2 separate regions of the Sus scrofa genome follow, and region 2 is linked to region 1. Evidence: chromatin contacts called from public HiChIP or PLAC-seq data. All regions are on one chromosome and are shown on one strand. The core of a region is the stretch at or near the end of the contact, and the rest is flanking DNA. Distances in the headings are between cores, read along the strand shown.

Region 1 (4,306 bases), core at 1,733-4,232:
ACGCATGTTTCGCAGTGATCCAGGGAGGTCAGAAAGCATGGTTTCCCCTCACTGCTTATGCTCCTGTAAGTATCTGCCACCTGCACACTGATGGGAGGACACAGTATTAGGATGGTAAGCCAAGGGAAGGGTAGGGGTGGGAGCAGCTGAACTCTCTCCCTCAATACACACACACACACACACACACACACACACACACACACACACACACCCCATCTGTTCTTTAGGGGAAAGGAGAGGCCATACATGTGAGAGTTTAGAAATCAAATGAGCCAGACCTTGAGGAAGGCACTGCTGTGTGTTCTTGTGACCCATCTTGTGACTATTCTGGGTAGGGAGAGGCAGAGAGATCCTGCAGCAAAAATCTCTGAGGTCTAGGGGAGGGATTTTTCTAGAGGGGAGATCTGTGGAGTTGTGGCACATGAAACCATGAGAGGAATTGCCACTGGGTGGCAGTGTGGGTCCAGCAGTTGGGGCAGGAGTGATTAATTAGGCGGCTAGAGGGACCTGCAACACCTGGGGCAGACATGCACCTGGGGCAAAAGAGAGGGACACCACTGTCCCCAGCAAGCAGGGGAGATGCATAGTGCTGTCAAATTCACAAAGGGTAGCTGGAGGGCAAAACCCTTAGGTCCTCTAGTTTACACACAGAACTACAGAAGCACTGACCTTGGTAGGGGGTGCCTTGAAGTGGATGCCCGTGGTGTTCTGATGCTGACTGGCCTGGAGGCAGGGAGGCTTCACTGAGGACCTGAAAGTTGGATCCTGAAGGATGCCTAGGTGTTGACTTGCCACAGGAGCCTAGAAAGGAAGTAGGGGAAGGGGTAGGGCCTGTAAGATAAGGGGTATGTCTATGGGGGATATCTCTCTGTGGCTCAGTTTCTCACCTGTAAAGAGGAGGCGATATGTAGTAGGGGGCTGAAATGGGGCTGGAAACAGCTGAAAGCATCTGGCACCTACTAAGACTTCAGTAAAGTAGTGACAGTTAGAAGAAAGGGGTAGAGTCTTGGGGTAGAGAGCTTGGGATTTGTCTCCACAGGGATCTACGTTCAAATTCCAGCTCTCTTACTTGTCAGCTGTGAAGACCCTTTCTCTTCATAGTAAAGTGGGGCAGCAGACAATTCCTACTGGAGAAATGGCACCTTACACAGAGGCCCCATGCTGGCTCTCCAGGTGCCCCAGCCATCAAAGTGGGCAGTGAGGTCACCACAGCCATCCCCATCCCATGCAAGCAGCTTCTGGCTTCCTCAGGAGGGCTGGTAAAACTTCACTAAAGCTCAACTTCCCTTCAGGAAATTTACAGAGAAGTAGGTTCCCTGATGTCAATTCTCACCTAACCATTATTTGTCATTTTGTCCTTTTCACAACACCATGCTTTTGGATTTCCTCTGTTTTCCATCCCCTTCAAGGCAGGGCAAGCTCAGCCCTAACTGCCCTGAGGAAAGCCTGGATACTACCATTTAAGCCTCTGGACACTGCCAGAAGTCTGTCATCCCTGCTTGGGGACCTGAAGCTTACCTTCTTTCCAGGGAACCTGGGATTATAAGGTACACATCAGGCAGTGGGAAGGGGGGTGTGGACCCTGCCACTTCTCCAACTCTCTCTCTCCTCTGTCCCAAGAGCTTGGAGGAAGTATATGCAGCCCCTATGGTCTTTCAAGATGCTCCCTGGTGAGTCCAGTGAACTGGGAAAAGGTAGAGGATCAGGGGTGGGAGCGTGGGCTTCTGACTTTTTCCCTGGGTCTCAGCACAGAGAGGGCAATACCAGCTGTTGAGGATCTTGATGTGTCAAGTGCTCCATGTAGATGGGAGCAGGGGTGTCACTGCTTCAACTCTCTACCCTTATTATCTTACCTTCAGTTTATCTCTGGGTGTTTGGCACTCCGGGTCTCTCTCCCACATTTTTAGGGGGCCCAGCAATGCAGAGACCCTTGTGGACTGTCCTGTGGGGTGACCTGGGGCTCACTATCCTGGCCTGCCTCAGATCGGTAGTCATTTCTTCCCAAATTGGAGGGCCGGCCAGCTTGGGGCCGAGACTGGGTGGCCCTGCCTGGTGCAAAGGTTTTAACGGTGCCTTCTCCCCCAGCTCTCAGTGAAAACTATCTCGTCTGTATCCTTTAGGCCGTGGTGGCCCCAGGCTTGATCCCCGTTGACCGCCTGGGATTTGAGTACTCCCTCGGCACCCCATCCCTCCCCCAATGTCCCTCTCCAAACCACACCCCAAGCTACCCACTTCCCCCAACAGTCTTGGGGAGCAAGTGAAGCCCACAGGGGGCGCTCGCAGACTAGACAGACCACATTGAAGGAGCCGCTGGCTGGGAGGACAGGCCTTTGACCCGGCGCTCGTGCTGCCACTGGTCTACAGAGAGATAATGGGGCCTGTCACCCACGAAGCAAGTGCCGGAAGGAAATCTGGGCTGGGGTGGGTAGAGCATTAGCACCTCCCTAGCCTTCTTCAACTCGGTCTTTCCCCCAAGGTTCTCTAGATCACACTCAACCTCGCCTGGTCACGTCAGCCTAAAGTCCTAGAGCTGTAATTGGCCCTCCCTGACCACTCGGCTCCGCCTCCTGAACTTCGATTGGTCGTCACGTAGGATCCCGCCCCATTTTCCTGGAAAGTTCTTGGAAATCTATCAAATGTGTTTCCTTTAGTGGCGGCCTTTGGCCCCAGACTAGGGACCAGACGCCTCCGCTCGCACCCCTCCCCTCCCGGCCGCACAGCCGGCGGTTCTAGGAAGACGTCGCTTCCGGGAAGGGCTGGGACACAGAGGACAAAAGATTAGGCTGCTCGCCCCGCCCCGCCTCCCGGCCCGCCCCCCGCTCCCTCTCCGCTTGCCTGAGCTGCCTCCTCTCAGTCCCGGTCCGCCGCCCGTGCGCCTCGGGAGCCTACCTTGTGAGCGCGATCCGCGCCCACTGGCTCCGTTCAGCCGTCGCTGTCCGGCCGAGCCCCAGCTCCGGAGCTGCCGCTGCTGCTGCTGGGACATGGTCCTCTGCGTTCAGGGGTAAGCGCGGCTTTCTGCCCACTCCCAAGTCGGCGCTGGGACGCGGGAGAGTACTAGCCTCGTGCTAGCCACGGAGTTATTAAGGGGGCTTGACGGGTTGAGCTTGATGGCCGAGCTCGGAAAGACCTCTGGAGTGACAGCAGGAAATGGTGACAACTTCGTCACTACCTCTGCTGGCACTGTGGGTAGAGAAACTGGGGGTCGGCTGAAGACAGGAGAAACACAGGGTGGGCTAAGCTTGGGTTCTGTCTGGAGCAGGTAGAGGCCTCAGGCAGCCCATACCTCTTTCTGGGCCCTGATCGCTGGACACTAGCCTGCTGGCCCAAAGGCCTAGTGGTGACCTTGGGCCAGCCCCTTCCCCTCTCTGGACTGTCATCCACTCTCCTACCACAGGCTTTTCTTGGGTAGCCAGTTAGGCTTTTCTTGGGTAGCCAGCATGAGATCCTTGCCTGTCCCCTCCCCTATCCCCTAGGGGGTTAGTCCCCAAACCTGTCCCCTAGGTTTGGCCTGGTCCTGCTGAAGGCACTCTCGCAGTGGCCTCACTCCTTCTTTCAGTCCAATCTGGGATCCCAAAGTGAGAAGGACCTTGGCTCCTGCCTCCCTTCTCCAAAGTTCCCAAAGACTTGCACGGGTCGGGTGGGGACTGATAAAACAGAATTTTGGCCTCAGCTGAGTATTCTTGGCACGTTCCTTCCATCCAGAGCCTCAACCAAGGAGTCTGATGCTCTCCAGACTGATCTGATAGGAGCTCAGAAAGCTCCAGGGAGGTGTGAGTAGGTGCTCCACAGCCAGGGAGAGCTGGGTGGCCCAAGGACTGCTGTTATTAAAACTGGCATAGTACCAAGTGAAGAAGGGTGGAAGGTGGGGCAAGGCTGACATGCCCCTTGCTCTGAGCAGTCCTGTTTCCAGGGAGGAGACCTAGAGGGGCTAGGAAGACTGTACATACTTCTATATTTCTCTCTGATTGCCTCCATCATCTCCCTTCCTCCTCTCTGAATTTTGGGACTCCAGAACACCTTCCCCCCACCCCCACTGCCTTTGTCCTTGGGACCCATCCAATTCCGAGCTCCCATACTTTTTCACTTTGCTCCAGCTGAAGGCCCCTTTGAAACTACAGGGCCAGCATTGGGTGGCAGGGAGCAAGATTTTTAAGACCTGCACACATACAGCCACAGACCAGTTAGTGTCCTCCTGAGGTAGGGAGCAAGGGATTCCCAACTGTAGGTCTGGGTTGTCAGCCTTGCTGAGGGGTGATTCCCTCTCAGGGCTGAGTTCGCCCCATTGGCTTATGTTCCCAGGCAGAAC
Region 2 (4,422 bases), core at 1,624-4,123, 36 kb before region 1:
TCCATCTGTGAGATGGGAAGTGTGAGGACTAAATCAATGATCCAGGCAAAGCCCCCGCATGGTCCTGGCATACGATAGGCCCTCAGTAAATGGTAACTGTTTGTTATGATGTTGTAGTCCCCACCTACACCTAGGCAGGACCACAGCTCCCTCAGGCTCCAGCAAACAGCAGGCATCTACTGAATACTCACCAGGTGACCAGCAGGTGGCCCCACACCCCAATTAACCTGCCCTGACCAGCTCCTCTGAGCGCCAGGAAACTGGCTCCCTTGAGTCACCAGCTGCCTTCTTCTGGTCAGGGAAAACAGAGAGGGTAGAGCTGGCAGAGTCCCAGTAGTGAGTGTGTCACCTAGCAGATACTTGAGCCACATTGGTGACCAAGGCCTTTGGGCTTGGCCACCTGTCCCCTTCTCCACAGCAGCCCTGCCCCACCTTTGTGAGGATTACTCCCATGTAAGAGGTAAGAAAATGGAGGCCTAGCAAAGTACATGAGCTCCTGAGTCCACAGGGCATCCTCACAACCCACCACCCAGTGAGTGGCAGCATGTCAACCACGGGTGCTAAGAAGATCTGACCCCGATTAATCAATGTCTCATTTTACTGGTGGGGAACCTCAAAAAGCGGAACAGCCTTGCCAGATGCTTCAAATAAACCAGAGCTGAGATCTCCTGGCTCTAAACTAAATAATCCCACCCTACCCCACACACAGGGTGGGAGGTGAGCTTCCCAGACCCTTCCCCACTTGCTGGCCTCAATTCCAAGGGGTAAACATTCTGGCTGTGCAGAAGGACAAAGGGGGAGATTTTAACCTGCTTGGTTTGGGGGGAAGCTATGAGAACCCTCTGGGGATGCAAAGGCTGAGCCCAAGCCAGCCAGGTCCAGAGACAGCAACCCAGGACCTGTAGAGAGAGGGAGTTTTAGGCAGTCCTGGAAGCATCAAGACCCCTGCAGAGGTTGCAGCAAGCTGCATCTTGAGGCTCAATTCTGATGCTGCAGTGGAGGGGCTGAATCGAGGGCTGGCGTGGAATAGCAATGAGCCGGGCCACTGGAAGCCGGCCAGCACCAGGTTTGCAAGACAGAGAACTCCGCTGTCAGCTGGGTCGTGGGGAGCATCACTGGGAGGAAGCATCACACACGCGCACACACACACACACACACACACACACACACACACTCATGCATGCATGCACACACACGTGAATACACCTCTTATGGCCTCTTTACTGAAAGCTCCCAGGGAAGCCACATGAAGCCCATGCAAATGTGTGTGTTGGAATAGGCTCATGTGAATGACCGTGTGTCCCCTTGGCTTCTCAGCTCACCTGAATACCAACTAATTGTCAGGATTTGTTCCCATTTCACAGACAGCTACATCGAGGCCCAGAGAGCGTGACTTGGCTGGGCATCCAGCCTTCCAATCCTGGCTTGTGAGAGTTGTACCTGATGCCATAAACCTGATGCCAAGGCCCTGAGCTGTGCGTGTCACTGGGCCAGGCTCCTACGGGGTTCTTGCCAGAGGTCACAAAGATGTGGGAGACATGGCGGCAATCTTTCCACCCCCTCCTCTGCTAACCACCTCTACTACAACCCTCCCCACCTAGTCACAGGAAGGGGCATGCCCTCTGCAACACCAATGGGCCAGGTATGGCCAATAAGAATCCTTCCCTCGGACTGGCATGCAGATAGCTGAGCAGATGCCTCCCTGCTGGGACTGCTCAAGCTCTGGTCTTGCATGCAGAGAAGGAAGTACAGGAGGAAGATCAAGGCCAGCCCCCAGGAGAAGCACAGCCAGGCAGAGCTGAGGGGTACAGAGTCCCTCTGTCTCTAAGGCCCTGACCCCCACGGTTCTGCCTTCAACCCCGCAATTTATTGGGCACCCTCCCCAGACACTGGAGCATAAATTCCCTCTTGGCCTTAAACTGCCCAATGACACTTCCTTCTCAAGTCAGTTCCTTCTTTCATAAACCATATCAAGCCCATGATTCAGCGTGGACCTGTGTGATATTTTGTCCTTCTCGCTCATGTGTATCAACTCCCCAAGGTGAGATTCTAGCCACAGATTTCACTGCTGCCTTCCTTGCACTCAGCACAGGGTCTCAGGCAATGGGCCCTCTGTAGCCCAGCAAGAGTTGGTCTCTGCAGCTCTGGGACCAGAGACTCTATCCGCCTTTGCATCTGGCCAGCATTTCACCGAACAGAGTACATGATGAGGGTTGGTCTAAACCACAGGCTCTGTGAGGCCCCTAGGAATCATCTGGAGAGCCCAGAAACCCTTTAGAAATGTAGCCATGCTCCTTGAAGCCCAGCTGGAATCAAGGTCCAAGAAGCTCAAATGATGCTGTTCTGGAGAGCAGGCCCTTGGGAATGAGACCCCATGGGTGGAGAAAGTCTGACTCTCTGGGTGGAAAGTCCCAGAGGTAGGTTTGGGGCTGGACTGCTTTTCCCTTGAACAATTTCAGGTACTTCTCTCCTTCCTGTCAGCAAGGATGCTGGGACAGCAAATGGGTGGGGGGCACAAGCCATGCACCAGGCACCCCACTAAGTACTCCACACATCATCTGCCCAGATCCTCCAGAGGACTTCCCCACAGTTGAGGAAACTCAGGCAGGAAAGCTTGAAGACTTGTCCCAGGTCGCCAGGCTAGGAAGCAGCACTCAGCCCCGGTGCGCTCTCCTGCCCCTGCCTTCCAACGGCACCGTGCCCTCCCCCACAGCCTGAGGGGAAGGGAGGTGGGGGGGGGGTGCGCCGCTGCGGTTACCAGTGCCATTGCCTGAGAAGCTCTTGGGAAACCGGAAGGACGGGAGCTGGGAATCTGCCACAGTCGGGGCCCCCTCCAGCCTGCCCGCAAGCGCTCCCAAGGCTGAGGGTGCTCTGTCGCTGGAGTAGTCAAAAGACAATCTCCAGCGTCCCGCCCCCTCCCCTCCCCGACATTCTTGCTGCCAAATGAAATCTGGCAGCTTCTGAAAATAGCTCAGCGCTGCAGCAGGCGCTCTGCCCGCCCTTCAGCAGGCTGGCACACAGCTGGGGGTGGCCACTGTGGGCAGACGCTGGTACGCACCGGGCCAGGGATGGGTGTCACACACACAGGGCAATGGGGTGGCATAGAGCCGACCTTTCCATGCCTGGTGAGGCCAAGGTGGCCCTGGAGTGAGGTTGGCATGTTTACCAAGCCTGAGGCACACTCTCCAGCAGGAATGAAATCACTGGTGGGTGTGAGCACGTGCCCTTGGGCCACTTTTGTCCACTCATGTAGACAAAGAGAAACCCGGAACCAAGGGAAAATGCCAAACTATTTTTATTAATACCTGTATGTAAAACCCAGCATTGTTGTCCTGTCTGACGTGGCCTAGGGTTTCCCAGCCAGTGCAAGAAGGGTCAGGAATCAGGAACCAGGCTAGGGTATCAGGCACTTGCCAGGCCTAGATCAGGCATTCAGCACCCTGAGGCTGTCTGGGCAGTGTGGGGTGGATGAGCCTGGACCAGCATGGAAGGGGCCCTCTGCTCTGACTAGGACCAGACCCTCTAAGGATCACACAGCAGCTCTCCGCTGCCTTGCGTCAGATCTGGGGTATAGAAAGAGACCCCTGATTAACAGGGGGACTCTTGGCCCTGCCCCCATTCATCCACTCTCACAAAAGTGCACCAAGAGACAACCCTGGTTATCAACCAGGACAGAAGAGTGGATGAACTGTTAAGAAGAGGCTTTCCTGCCTGGGATCTGGTGAGCAGGTGGGGGCAGGGTAACCGTACTGGCTTGTGTCACAGTGACATTTTCCAAAGTAAAAAACAGTTAAAAAATACCTCCCACCCTATTGAGATGAGAGGCCACTCTTTGGGTAGAAGGCAGTAACAGCACGTCTGGGCCCAGGGACTCTGTGGAAGGAGAATTCCCAGGGCCCTGTGCAATGGGGTTGCAGCAAGTCAGGGCTGGACCACTCTGGGCAGCTGGCAGACTGGCTCTGCGGCCTCGGGGAAACCAAAGAAGGGTGAGCCTGAGAGGGGCAAGCAGCACAAAGGAGAGAAGCCTCCCCAAGAAGGCAGGCAGACCCTCAATTGCCCCTTCTCCCTCCCTTGCTTACTCACTCAGCATTCAGAGACAGCAGTTCGGTCCCTGGTCACCATGACAACCAGCAGCCGGATGTCTTTCCCAAGGCCAGGCCCATCTGCCCACCCTACAGGGAGCTGTTTCCATGGAAGGAGGGAAGCCCAGCCACAACTCCCAGTGGCCTAGAAGTCTACGGCCATGCCCAGGGCAGGACGGAGCCACAGTTCATTCAGGCTGCTCTGGTCAAAGGCACTGCAGCGGTAGCTGGTGGCTCCCTACCCCCAGGCTTTGACCCTTCTCTAGGGCCTGAACCTAAGCAGGGACTCTGAAGGATGGAGGTCACGTTCCCTTATCCTGAAGTTCCGAGTGACAGATTA

What was found. HiChIP or PLAC-seq counts read pairs in DNA pulled down with a chosen protein or histone mark.
Region 2: an H3K27ac HiChIP or PLAC-seq map of skeletal muscle shows a contact between it and region 1. The contact joins the enhancer-like site here to the promoter of CISH in region 1. A contact is called at or near these places in 1 of 5 promoter capture datasets (liver), 11 of 47 Hi-C or Micro-C datasets (alveolar macrophages, embryonic fibroblasts, epiblast stem cells and 5 more) and 2 of 2 datasets of contacts at active chromatin or transcription factors (alveolar macrophages and skeletal muscle).

The regions. Positions count from the first base shown.
Region 1 is chr13:33,089,216-33,093,521 of Sscrofa11.1, reverse strand. CISH (cytokine inducible SH2 containing protein) reads left to right here and starts at 2,982. Exons shown (of 3, transcript NM_001315788.1): 1 at 2,982-3,001. The coding sequence starts at 2,982.
Region 2 is chr13:33,124,677-33,129,098 of Sscrofa11.1, reverse strand. MAPKAPK3 (mitogen-activated protein kinase-activated protein kinase 3) reads right to left here. Exons shown (of 11, transcript NM_001143717.1): 11 at 3,279-4,422. It overlaps LOC110256233 (a long non-coding RNA gene), which reads left to right. Exons shown (of 2, transcript XR_002337537.1): 2 at 1,365-3,801. Among named protein-coding and RNA genes, the nearest start is that of DOCK3, 25 kb to the left of the region's middle. Within about 2 kb of position 2,873, at least 27 of the 83 cell types and tissues checked have an H3K27ac peak or open chromatin away from gene starts, as enhancers often do. A contact at or near this core is called in alveolar macrophages and skeletal muscle, where this site is marked.